Regions from separate parts of the Athene noctua genome. Here region 1 is linked to region 2. The links are chromatin contacts, called in public Hi-C maps. All regions are on one chromosome and are shown on one strand. Each heading gives the region's core, a stretch centred on a gene start, on an enhancer-like site or on the middle of the called end of the contact. The rest is flanking DNA. Distances are from core to core; before and after follow the strand shown.

Region 1 (4,853 bases), core at 318-2,817, 140 kb before region 2:
CTTCCATGCACTGCTACAATAACAGCAAGAGGTCAGCTCTGAGACAACGATATCAAATTCCTCTGTGCTTAGCTTTCAGGAAAATTCTTTCTAGAAACTCTGGACAAGGGCCTTGCATACAACTGAGGACCCTGAAACACAGTTTGAGTTTCACTAGCACACAATAACATGTCAAACATCCTATTTAAATTGCTATTTTCTACCATTTGACAGTTTCTTTGGAAAAAATGTGCACTGACAATTGACCCGATGAGAAAACCAAATGCTCAAAAGAACTCCAGGTCTGTTTTCTTCCAAATATAAAGCTTATGAGAAAAATTCTTTCTGCTTCTGTTTCCAGTCTGCCTCTGACACATCCGTATAGTGTAAAGCAATACAATGACTTCTGGCTATCCTGAAAACTGTTTTAATCCAAACAGTAAAATCAAAGGGGAGAGAAGGGACCAGGAGGCAGATGAAGAATAGGATTTTAAGTAGATATGAAAGCAAATCACCCAAGGGCCTTTGTCTGTAGTCAGAACAGACCGCACTCTGTGATTTTTGACAGTTTCTACAGGAGCCAACAGACTTAGTGTCAGTCAGTGCTACTGTCTTTGGGCTTTACTAAACTATTTAGTACAAATAATACATGTTTTTGCCCACCAAATGCTTAATTTTCGCTTTATTTAAAACCAGCATGGTTAAAGGCAGCACCTGTGTATCTGCAGGATGAGGGACAAAGCGTTGTCAGTAGAACTGTTTCCCCTCAAGGCGGGCCCTTACGCTGCTCCTTCTGCCCCTGGAAGAGAAAGATAAAATTCCACATTGCTCCATGAAGCAGCTGACAGACTCCTCAGAACTGCTTTCCCTGACAACATTGCTTGAAAGAAGTTTGCTTTGAGACTGGATGCATTAAGCAAAGTTTTACTTGATCTTCCCAGCAGTCAGTGCATGCTTAAACTCCAACAGGCTTGTACTCGGGCCGTCCACCGAACAACTTTGCTTTATCACTGAATTTTTGCTGTTGGTGCCATCAAGGGTGGAGCTTCACCCCTGCCGAACAGCTGCAGCGAGCAGTGAGCTCCCCATCCGCACCCAACCTGGGGTCCCCTAACGCGTCACCGCCTCGAGGCCACGCTCGGATCTGCCCCAAGGCTGCTGCTCCCCGCCGTGGCTGCGCCAGGGAGGCCTGTGGCGAGCAGGCCCCGCCGTTGGGCGCACCCCGACCCACTGAGGGACGCCCCTCCCGCCCCTCGGGGGGTGACGCCCCGCCACTGCCGTCGCACCCTCGGGGTGACACCGACCCCGGGGTTCGACGCCTCCCCGCCGGCAGGTGGCGCCGCGCCGCGCCGATGGCGCCGGCGTCATGACGTCACACCGCTCGCCCGCCCCCGCCCCCGGCGGCGCGGCGGGCACGGCCGCCGCTCTGGGAGGCGCTGCGCCGCCCGCTCGGCCCGCCGCCCCCCCTCGCCGCCGCTGACCTCTCCGCCGCGGCACGGGCTCCCGCCGCTCCTCGCGCCCCGGCGCCCCGGCGGGGAGCCGCGATGCCCAGCCCGAGCGCATGCGCGGGCGCCAACCGTGTCCCTCGCCCCGCGGCGGGCGGGCTGCGCATGCGTAGGCGGCTGTCAGCGTCCCGCCGGCAGGGTCTGCGCATGCGCACGCAGCGAGGGCCGCACCCTCCCCGCGCAGGCGCGCGGGCTTCCCGCCACGGGTGGCGGTGGTGCGGCCCTGCGCTCCCCGACCCTCGGCGGAGCCCGGCCGCGGCTTGGGAGCGGCGGGCGGAGGCGGCCCGGGGCGCTCCCCGCTCCTCGGCCCGGCAGAGCGGCGGGGAGCCTCCCCCCGGGCAGGCAGCGGCGCTGGGCGGCGCCTCCTGAGGCGAACTCGGCCTGAGGCGGGCGGGCCGGCGGCCACCGGGGGCGGCCGTGCTCCAGGGTGAAGCGGCGGCGGGCCGGGCCGCCTTCCGCCGCCCCGCACCGCGTCAGGGTCTCCGCCGAGCCCGGCCCCAGCCCGGGGGAGCCTGAAGTGCTGGAGCATTAGCTCAGGGCCTCGGCTCTGATCGTAACTTTGGTGATACAACTAGTCTGGAAAAAACACCGCCGAAAGATGAGAGCATGCAGCGTAGCATTGCTTAGTAATATTTTTAAAAAAATCGAATCTGTCGAAATACTGACATGCAGAGATATAGAAATTGTAAATAGGGGTAGAAAGAAATACCACCTGTTCTTGAGCATGGAACTACCATTTAAAGTCACTCGCCTCGATATCTAAAATGCAAGGTACACTTTTGCAGGATGCCGAGCTGCAGCTAAAGCCAACTGTCATACTTTGGGGTTATAATGAAAGCTGTGCTGCTCATATAGAAATTGAGGGAAGTACTGAAAATTCAAGGTAAACAGTCGCATAGCTCAAGCTTTTACCAAGCTTATCTCTCAAAAGAAAGAGCGTTGCCTTTTTATTTCGTACTTCTTACTACTAGGTTAAACAGGAAAATTGATTACGTTTTCCCACTACATTGATTTCAGGCTCAAGAGACCTCGTACTGAATAGTAACTTGGAGTTGGGATCAACAATCATTCCCTCCAAAGGAACAGTTAATTCTGGCCAAAGGTCTGCAGGTATAAAATCACCAGAGAGACTGGGGGGAATGTTCATACACTGGATTTGCATTTTGAATGCATGTTTTGTGTTGAAATCAGGATTTCTTTTTCAACACTTGGTATGGATGAGGCAAGAGCCAAAACCACTCCTGGGTAACGCTTCTTCACAGGCTGAGAGGCAGAGGGAAGAGGTTTAGCAGCACACAAACATGCTGGGGCTGACATTCCTATTAGTCTGCCTCAAAAACATCAAGACAGGCACTTTACTAAGAGATACAAAGCACCGCTTCTAATAGCAAGCAATGATGGCTCCTTTACAAATGACATTTATTTTTCTATAATTACACCTTGAGCCATAATTTGACATCACCAAAAGAAACTGACACTGCCATAGCATTGCCTCTTTGGAAAGCTTATAGAAAAAAAATGTATTTAAACTTTTTAAATGGAACGTGCTCCTGAGCCACCATGCTTTTTCACTTCCAGCAAAGCTAATTTTTAACCCATGCTAAATTCAAACAATTTTAGCTGGAAACCCTTAAATTTTAAGCAAATAATTGGTGCCCCTGGTGATTCTGGCAGGACTGCTAGGTGTATTTTCTGCAGTCAGTCTCCCCAGGAGATGCAACATGCTCATGTCAGTATGAGAACCCAAAATTGATATGAAGAAATCCTTTGGTTTTGTGTCTTTCAACACTTTTGCTAGTTTATTCAAGTTCTTTCTCAAGTTTCTACACTTAGGGGAATTAGAAGCACTCTGAAGAAAATCCTGCAAGAGCTTGCAAGCGCACATTGCACAAACGTCCTGAAAAACAGGCGGGTTGTGCTGTTCTGAGACGCCGCATTGGTTCCACAAGGACGACTAAGCCAAGTCACAGTAACATTTTGTTGCACAACCCCTAAATGCAAACAATGCAAAAGCACCAAATATTTAAAAGAATAACCAGGAGGACTCGGAGGGGCAGGGAAACCGCCTGTTAGCATTTGAAGCGACGCCGAACACAGCAAACGCATCTTCAGCCAGAGCAGCCTCCACATGGCGGCTGCCAGGCAACGCTGCAGCCTCCAGCTCTTTGACTGCATTTCATGTAGTCAAATGCAATTTTCAGTTCCAAAAGTGCTGTGGCACCCAAGAAAATGGGCCCTGGGAAATGTGAAACACATGACACGCAAACATCTGCTTTTTCACCACTTGAGTCCTGTAAAGCCTGCTGTGCTCAACGGGAGGAGCACAAACACCCTGGGCCTGGCTGATGTGTGTAAATGAAGCCTTTTAAAAGTCTGCACTGAAAAGAGCCAAAGGAGTCATATTTCCAATACAGACGGGTTCAAAAGCTCCGACGTTTAGCAGTATGTACTGGCTACCAAACAGTATCTATTTCACAGCACGTTTCAAGGTCTCTAACCATTCCTAAAGGCAACGAGGACGTGCTTGCTGCAACAGCCACTATTGGCCATTTGTACCAACATCAGGGAGAAGACACAGCCACGGGTGTAGAGAATGAGGCAGCTGACCAGAATCGGGCTATCTGATTCCCTCTGTAGACCTACTGGGCTTCTGCTAGCAATTTTTTAATAATTCACTTTTTCTCCCTACCAGGGCACTGCTCTGGATCAGAGATGGCCTAGGGCTCCAGCGCTTTAGACTCTAGTATGAAAATCTCAGCCTAATTTAATGAGTGCGAGTGGTACACTCCCATGAATTACAACTGTAGAGATGCACACAGGTCCCTGAAATAGCAACACTTCAGATACACATTGTGAAAGCCAGGGTATTTACTATCACACTTTGGTTTTGAGCTGCCTCTGCAGAAAACGACAATTAGGGAACTTGTGGACACAATTTTAGCGTTGCCAATGCTAAAAAGTTTATAATAGCTGTGCTTGAATTCACTATGCAACAGTATAACAAATCTGTAAATATGTTTATCTGGATATCGATGAATACACACATTATGTATTATATGCACATATATATTTATCCACAGAATGCTACAGTCAGCATTTCTCAAAGTCTGTTTCGCTTTGTGATCTGCTCAGTCTTAGGGCAGATCCACTGATCTGCATTGACTTGTAACGCTGGTGGCTCTCTGGCGGCTCCAGACCAACTTTTTGAATCTTTTGATACAAATTGATTCAATCCAGGTCAGCAGTGGTCAGAGAAGCAGCCACAGAAGCCAGTTCCAATGAGTAATGTTTAGGTTTTCCATTCATTTGATGTGCTAATCTGCCCTCCTCGTGGACTTTGGCCACGCTGGATGACAGAGCTCAGCACGA
Region 2 (5,465 bases), core at 1,777-4,276:
CCACCTCACCGCTATGCTCAGTTACAAGCATTTGCACGCTCAGAGCCTTGCTGTTCAGCAACAGAACTGCACAACGGGGCCTAACGCAACGTCTTTTAAAGCACGTCCCAATCACGCAAGCTGCAGCATCAAACAGCACGGGTTTACAACTGCAATTACAATTCAGTTAACCCATACACAACTTACTGCTCGTTCAGGGCGCAAGCCTCAAACCCGTCTCTCCAAGCACCTCTGGTCACAAAGACAACTTTCCAGGTTGCAATGTAACTTTTTCATTTAAGCCTCAGTGCAAGGGAGTAGCCTGGTTTAGGTTCAGGAGCAGGTATCTGATAGCTATCGCTACTCAAACTACGTGTATTGCCTGCTACAACGCACAGAAACGTTCAGCAATCTTTCAACAAGCAACATTAGCTGCTGGCAACAAACGTGAAGAGATTTGTAAGAAGCACTTCTAAGTGCAGAAACATTACCTGCACTCTCAGGCAGAGAGGTGTTTTTGCCTGAAGAACACTGGGATGACAACAGTACGCTACGGACACACTCCTACATGGTCAAAATCCAACCTGGGCTTTGCCGTCCCTGGTGACCAAAGGCCCCCTCAGCTGTGCAAAACTTTATGCACATGCTGGAGTTTACATATCTAGCACTGCACAGAGCTCACCGAGACGCATTAGAACTTGCTGAACAGGATGTAATTACGACTGAAGCATTCCAGAACAGACCAAGTGAACTTCAAAAAAGAAAGAGAAAAAAAGACACGCTTCAAACATTTTTCACGAGCTACCAGCAGTCTAAAATGTATAGAATTAAAGAAAAACTGTGCTTTTCCTGAGTTACTGTGGTGCACTTCATGACAACCTGAAGTATCAGCCTTCTGTATGATATTCCACCGCCTCCATGAAACAGATTAACGTAGTTCAATCACAAGACCTCACCTAGATATTCTCTGCCAATTCTTACTCTCAATACTGTTTCTTTTTGGCAAGTTTCATTTATTTGTAGGCTGAGAAGAAAAAGATTCCATAAAAAAAACCCCAAAGGACTGAAGTATCTAAGCTATTGCCAAATGCAGATTAAGCAAACCAAAAAAACCCACAGAATTTATCAGCTCAATTATAGTAATATTTTTTTCAGTCTATTAAAAACACAGCAGGCATAGCATGATTAACTTATCACTGTCCCTTCAACAAGATTCATGAATCTCTGAAAACAGAAATGCAAGTCCGACACACTTCGAGTTCCTGTAAAACCACTGTTTCAGTGATCAGAACAGTTGGAACACACACACACACATGCTCTTATGCACACACGTGCTTATTTACAACGGGCATGCACTTGCTGGAAATGAGAAATTTTGATGGTTTTTATTATCTACAAACAATTGAAAAAAAAGCACGCTGAAGACACCACGCGACATACAGACAAGTCACAGTGACTGCCAGCCTGCTGGGCATTTCATCACGCCAACAACCCCACAACTTAGATTATTACCTGCAAATTATTTCTTTTTAAAGTAAAAATGCTCGCAACTGTTCGAACCAAGCGCCTTAAACCAGGGTCACAGATGGGGATAAAAAAAAGGCAAAATCTCAGTATGTTATTAGGGAGTTTTTATTCCTTAACGTGTCGCACGCAGGGGCACAGTGGAAGAGGCTGACTGCAAACGGCTTTTAGTTGTGGACGATACAGGGATTTTAAGGAGTAGACAGAAATCCCGACCAGCCCCTCCAGAAGCAGGGTGGCGGGTGTTTCTGATAGCTGGGTTTTGATCCTTCCCTACCCGCGCCCCGCTCACCTGGGCACCCCCAGCATCCAAGCCGAGGCGGATCCCTCCATCCCTTCACCACTAAAACGAAGCGGTGGTCGATGATGGAGGAAAAGGAAAGGGAAATTCAACTCAAAAGGCCTTACCCGTCTCTCCCTACCGCTATTTATAGCCGGGACGGTACTTAGCGTACTGGTCCCACCCGGTAACTTCGACTGAAGGAGGCCCAACCGCTCCGTGAGGGATCCGTCCCCCCTTTCCCGGCACCTCGCCAGGCCGGTTCCCACCCCCGCCGGGAACCGGGGCAGGTCGGGCGGTTACACACACACCTCCCCCCCCCCCCCCCCGCCCTCCTCCGGCGGGGCGGTCGCCCCGCCGGAGGAGGGCGGGGGGGGGGGGGGGGGGGGGGGGTAACCGCCGGTGAGGCCCGCTCGCCCCCGCACCGCCCCGCAGGCCTTACCTGTGCTATCGCTGGCGGAGAAGCCCGGCGAGTTGAGCTTGGCTCGCTTGGGGTTGGGCGGCCCGTCGAGTAAGTTCTCCGCCATGGTAGCCGGCTGGGCCGTCCGAGGAGAGGCCGCCGAGCCGGTAATCGTTGGAGAGGGGGGGAGAGCCTGAGGGGGGGCGAATCTCTCTCTCCCCGTTCCTCCAAAGGGGAACCCACCGCCGAGCAACAGCGCCGCTCAGTGCCCGACCGGCGGCGGCCCCCGTTCCCCCATACCCGGGCCGGGCCGCCGCCGCCGCAGCAGGCCGCAGGGGAGGAGGGTTCGGGGCGGGGTGGGGAAGAGCCCAGCGCCCCCTCCCTGCCGGCCTCGCTCCTCCCGGCCTCTTCCCCCCGCCCGGCCGCCGCCGAGGAGGTGCCCGGATGGCGGCTCAGGCAGTCACTGGGGGAGCATAGCGCCCCCCCACACGCTCCCCTCCGCCTCGCCCCGTCCCCTCCCCTCCGCGCCGGGGGGTTCGCCCCGGCCCCGCGGCGGCCCCCGCCCGCCGCCCCCGCCCGCGGCCAAACCGCGGCCGAGGTAGGGGAGGGGGGGGGCGGGGGGGGAAGAGGAGGGAGGGGGGGGAAAAAAAAAATTCGAAAAAATCACAAAAAAACGGAAAAAACCCGAAAACACCCAAAAAACGCCCCAAAACAATGAGCGCGGCGCGGCGGCGGCCGCGGCTCCCGGTCCCGGCGGCGGCGTTCGGTTGGCTCCGGCCGGCTCTGCCCCGCTGCCCCGAGCCCCTCTGCCCGTCGGCGGCGCTCCGCGCGGCTGCCCGTGTCCCGGCGGGCGGCCCCGCTGCCCCGGCCCGGCCCGGCCCGGCCCCGCTCCGCTCGCGCCGCGCTCCGGCTCCGCGACAAGATGGCGGCTGTTGATTCCTCAATTAAAAAAAAAAGTTTTTTTTTCTCTTCTCTTTTCCAGAGACCATGGGGGCGGGGCCGGGGCGGGGCCTGCGCCTTGCGTCACCGCGCACGGGGCACGCCCCCCGCCCCCGCCGACGCCGGAAAGGCGCGAGCGGCGCCGGAAAGAGTCGAGCCCGTCCTCAGTTGCTCCGCGGCGGGGTGAGGGACGGGTGGTCCGTGGCGGCCCCCGCGGCCTCCTGCCCCCGTGTCCCTTGCCCTCGCCCACCTCGGGGACTCCTGCGGCCCCCCGCCGATGCCTGTTCGCAGCGTCCCCCTCGGTTCCCCCCGGGCGCTCACCTTAGTCTCGCCTGCTTACTCCTGTCGGGGTCCGGCCTCAGCACCCCCACAGCCGCCCCCTCACTGCGTCCCCTCTCAGTCCCACCGCGGGTGTCTCCTCGCAGTCGCTCCCCGCATTATCCTCCTGTCAGTTCCCCCCACTTCCCCCTCACAGTCGCTCCCCTCAGTTCCCCCGTTTCCCCTCTCGGGCTCCCCTCAGCTTCCTCACAGTCACCCCCCAGTCTCCCCTCTCAGCCCCGACGCAGCTGTCCCCCGTCATGTCCCCCTCACAGCATGGCCTCTCTAAAAGTTCCCCCCTCAGTGCTCCCGGTTCCCTCAGAGCTGAGGCGCAGCAGGACCCAACGCTCCTGACGCTGCCTGAGGGGCCCATGCTAGCACCGAGTTCGGGGGGTGACGTGGAGCCCAGGTCCTTGGGGCAACGCTGACACCGTGGGGTGTTTGTGTCCCCCCAGCACCTGCCTGCCCCAGCTTCCCTCGGCGCTGCCTCCTCCCCTTCTCTGCCTTCCTACCAAAACCTGCGCAGCAGCCGCTGCGGCCCCCTCACGCCTGCCTGCGCCTGCCCCCACACGCACCCTGTGAGGGGTTGCTGTGGCCTGGCTGAAGGGCTTCCCCCCCGCTTTCTGCACAGCCACGGGCTCAGCTTTGCCCTGCTCCTCGACCCTCACGAGCGGCCGCACAGCTTGGCCCCACCGCAGAGGCCAGCGCCTCCTCACGTGAGGGCAGATCTCCGACCTGAGCTGATCCTAGCTGACCTGATTGCTCAGGCACCAGGGCCGAACCCAGCCTTGCTTTAAAAACACCCTGTGCTCTGTCTAGACAGACTTCCCCAGCTCAAAACAGGTTTATAGGACTGGAGCTCATAGACTTCTGTGGATTTCCATACTGGTTCCCAACCTGAGAAGCAGGTCGTATAAGCTCAGGTGATGTTCCAATGTGGCTGCAGAGCTCCTTGTACCCAAACTGGTTGCTTGGGGCTGTTTTCATCGCCTACATGTTGGTATGTCCTCAAAGAGCAGCCACAACCAGAGGACAGGCTGGAGAAGGGCACTGAGACAATCCTGAGGATGTTGATGAAGTCCCTAAGCCGTGATGGATTAATCAGCAACATTTTATTGGTTTAAAGGAGATCTGTAATGACACCTTCTTTCGCAAAGAGCAAGACTGCCTTTTGTTTACTGCAAGACTTGAATTCATTACATTTACTTCTACATTTACATACATTTCATTACATTTACTTGCAAATTCTGTATTTATTTACATGGTGCCTGTCCTTGCTGAGGTCTGACTGTAATCACATTGGAGGTCTCTTACAGGCCTCTGCTTCTATCACTATATTACTCACTAGCTACACAAGTAAGTGCTCTTTGGTTATGCCTGCCTTAATTTCCTTCAAAAGCGGCAGGTTCCCGTCTGTTTTAGGATGGCTCAGCGTGGGACAGGGTTCGGTGTCTCACAGAGGCTCTAGACATGTGAGCAACAGCTCTTGTCCAACAGTGTTTTGCTGTAGTAGAAGGCATTTGCCGCAGTTTAGGTTGAGGGAAATGTTTTGCAGTTGGAGGTGGGGAGTGGAGGTTAGGTCAGCTGTCTGTCAGGCACACCTGAGGACAGCAGTGCTCTTTGCTATCTGCTGCTTCAACTTTTTAACAAGTTTGGTCAGTGCATTTGAACTGCAGCTTGGATAACCTTTTGTGCTTGCCTTGCCCATTGTGGTCTCGGGAAGGAGGGATTTGCGGGAGAAGCTGATGCCAGGAGACACACACACACACACACATCGCCCCCAGCATTTTGCTCCACTTATAAACCCTTTCTCTGCTGCTGCAGTAACTCTGCAGCTCTGGCCTGAAGTCAGTGTGGAGATCAACCACTGGGGACAGAGTCTGAGCAGTCCCGCAGCTACTGCCCAGCTCCAGGAAGATGTTCCTGCTGCCTGGTGCTGGGCCATAAGCTGAGGTTCCTCCAGCACTGCAGCTCTGAGCACACAGCCGAGCCAGAGGCCCCGACACCACCACACCGTAACAGGAG

The links. A called contact is a pair of places that touch in the nucleus more often than the background predicts.
Region 1: a Hi-C map of heart shows a contact between it and region 2, with 2.7 times the contacts expected there. The contact joins the promoter of SLX4 here to the promoter of CREBBP in region 2. A contact is called at or near these places in 2 of 2 Hi-C or Micro-C datasets (heart and liver).

The regions. Positions count from the first base shown.
Region 1 is chr15:3,939,689-3,944,541 of bAthNoc1.hap1.1, reverse strand. It overlaps SLX4 (SLX4 structure-specific endonuclease subunit), which reads right to left and starts at 1,567. Exons shown (of 17, transcript XM_074918777.1): 1 at 1,461-1,567; 2 at 694-778.
Region 2 is chr15:3,803,890-3,809,354 of bAthNoc1.hap1.1, reverse strand. It overlaps CREBBP (CREB binding lysine acetyltransferase), which reads right to left and starts at 3,026. Exons shown (of 30, transcript XM_074919814.1): 1 at 2,226-3,026. The coding sequence starts at 2,310.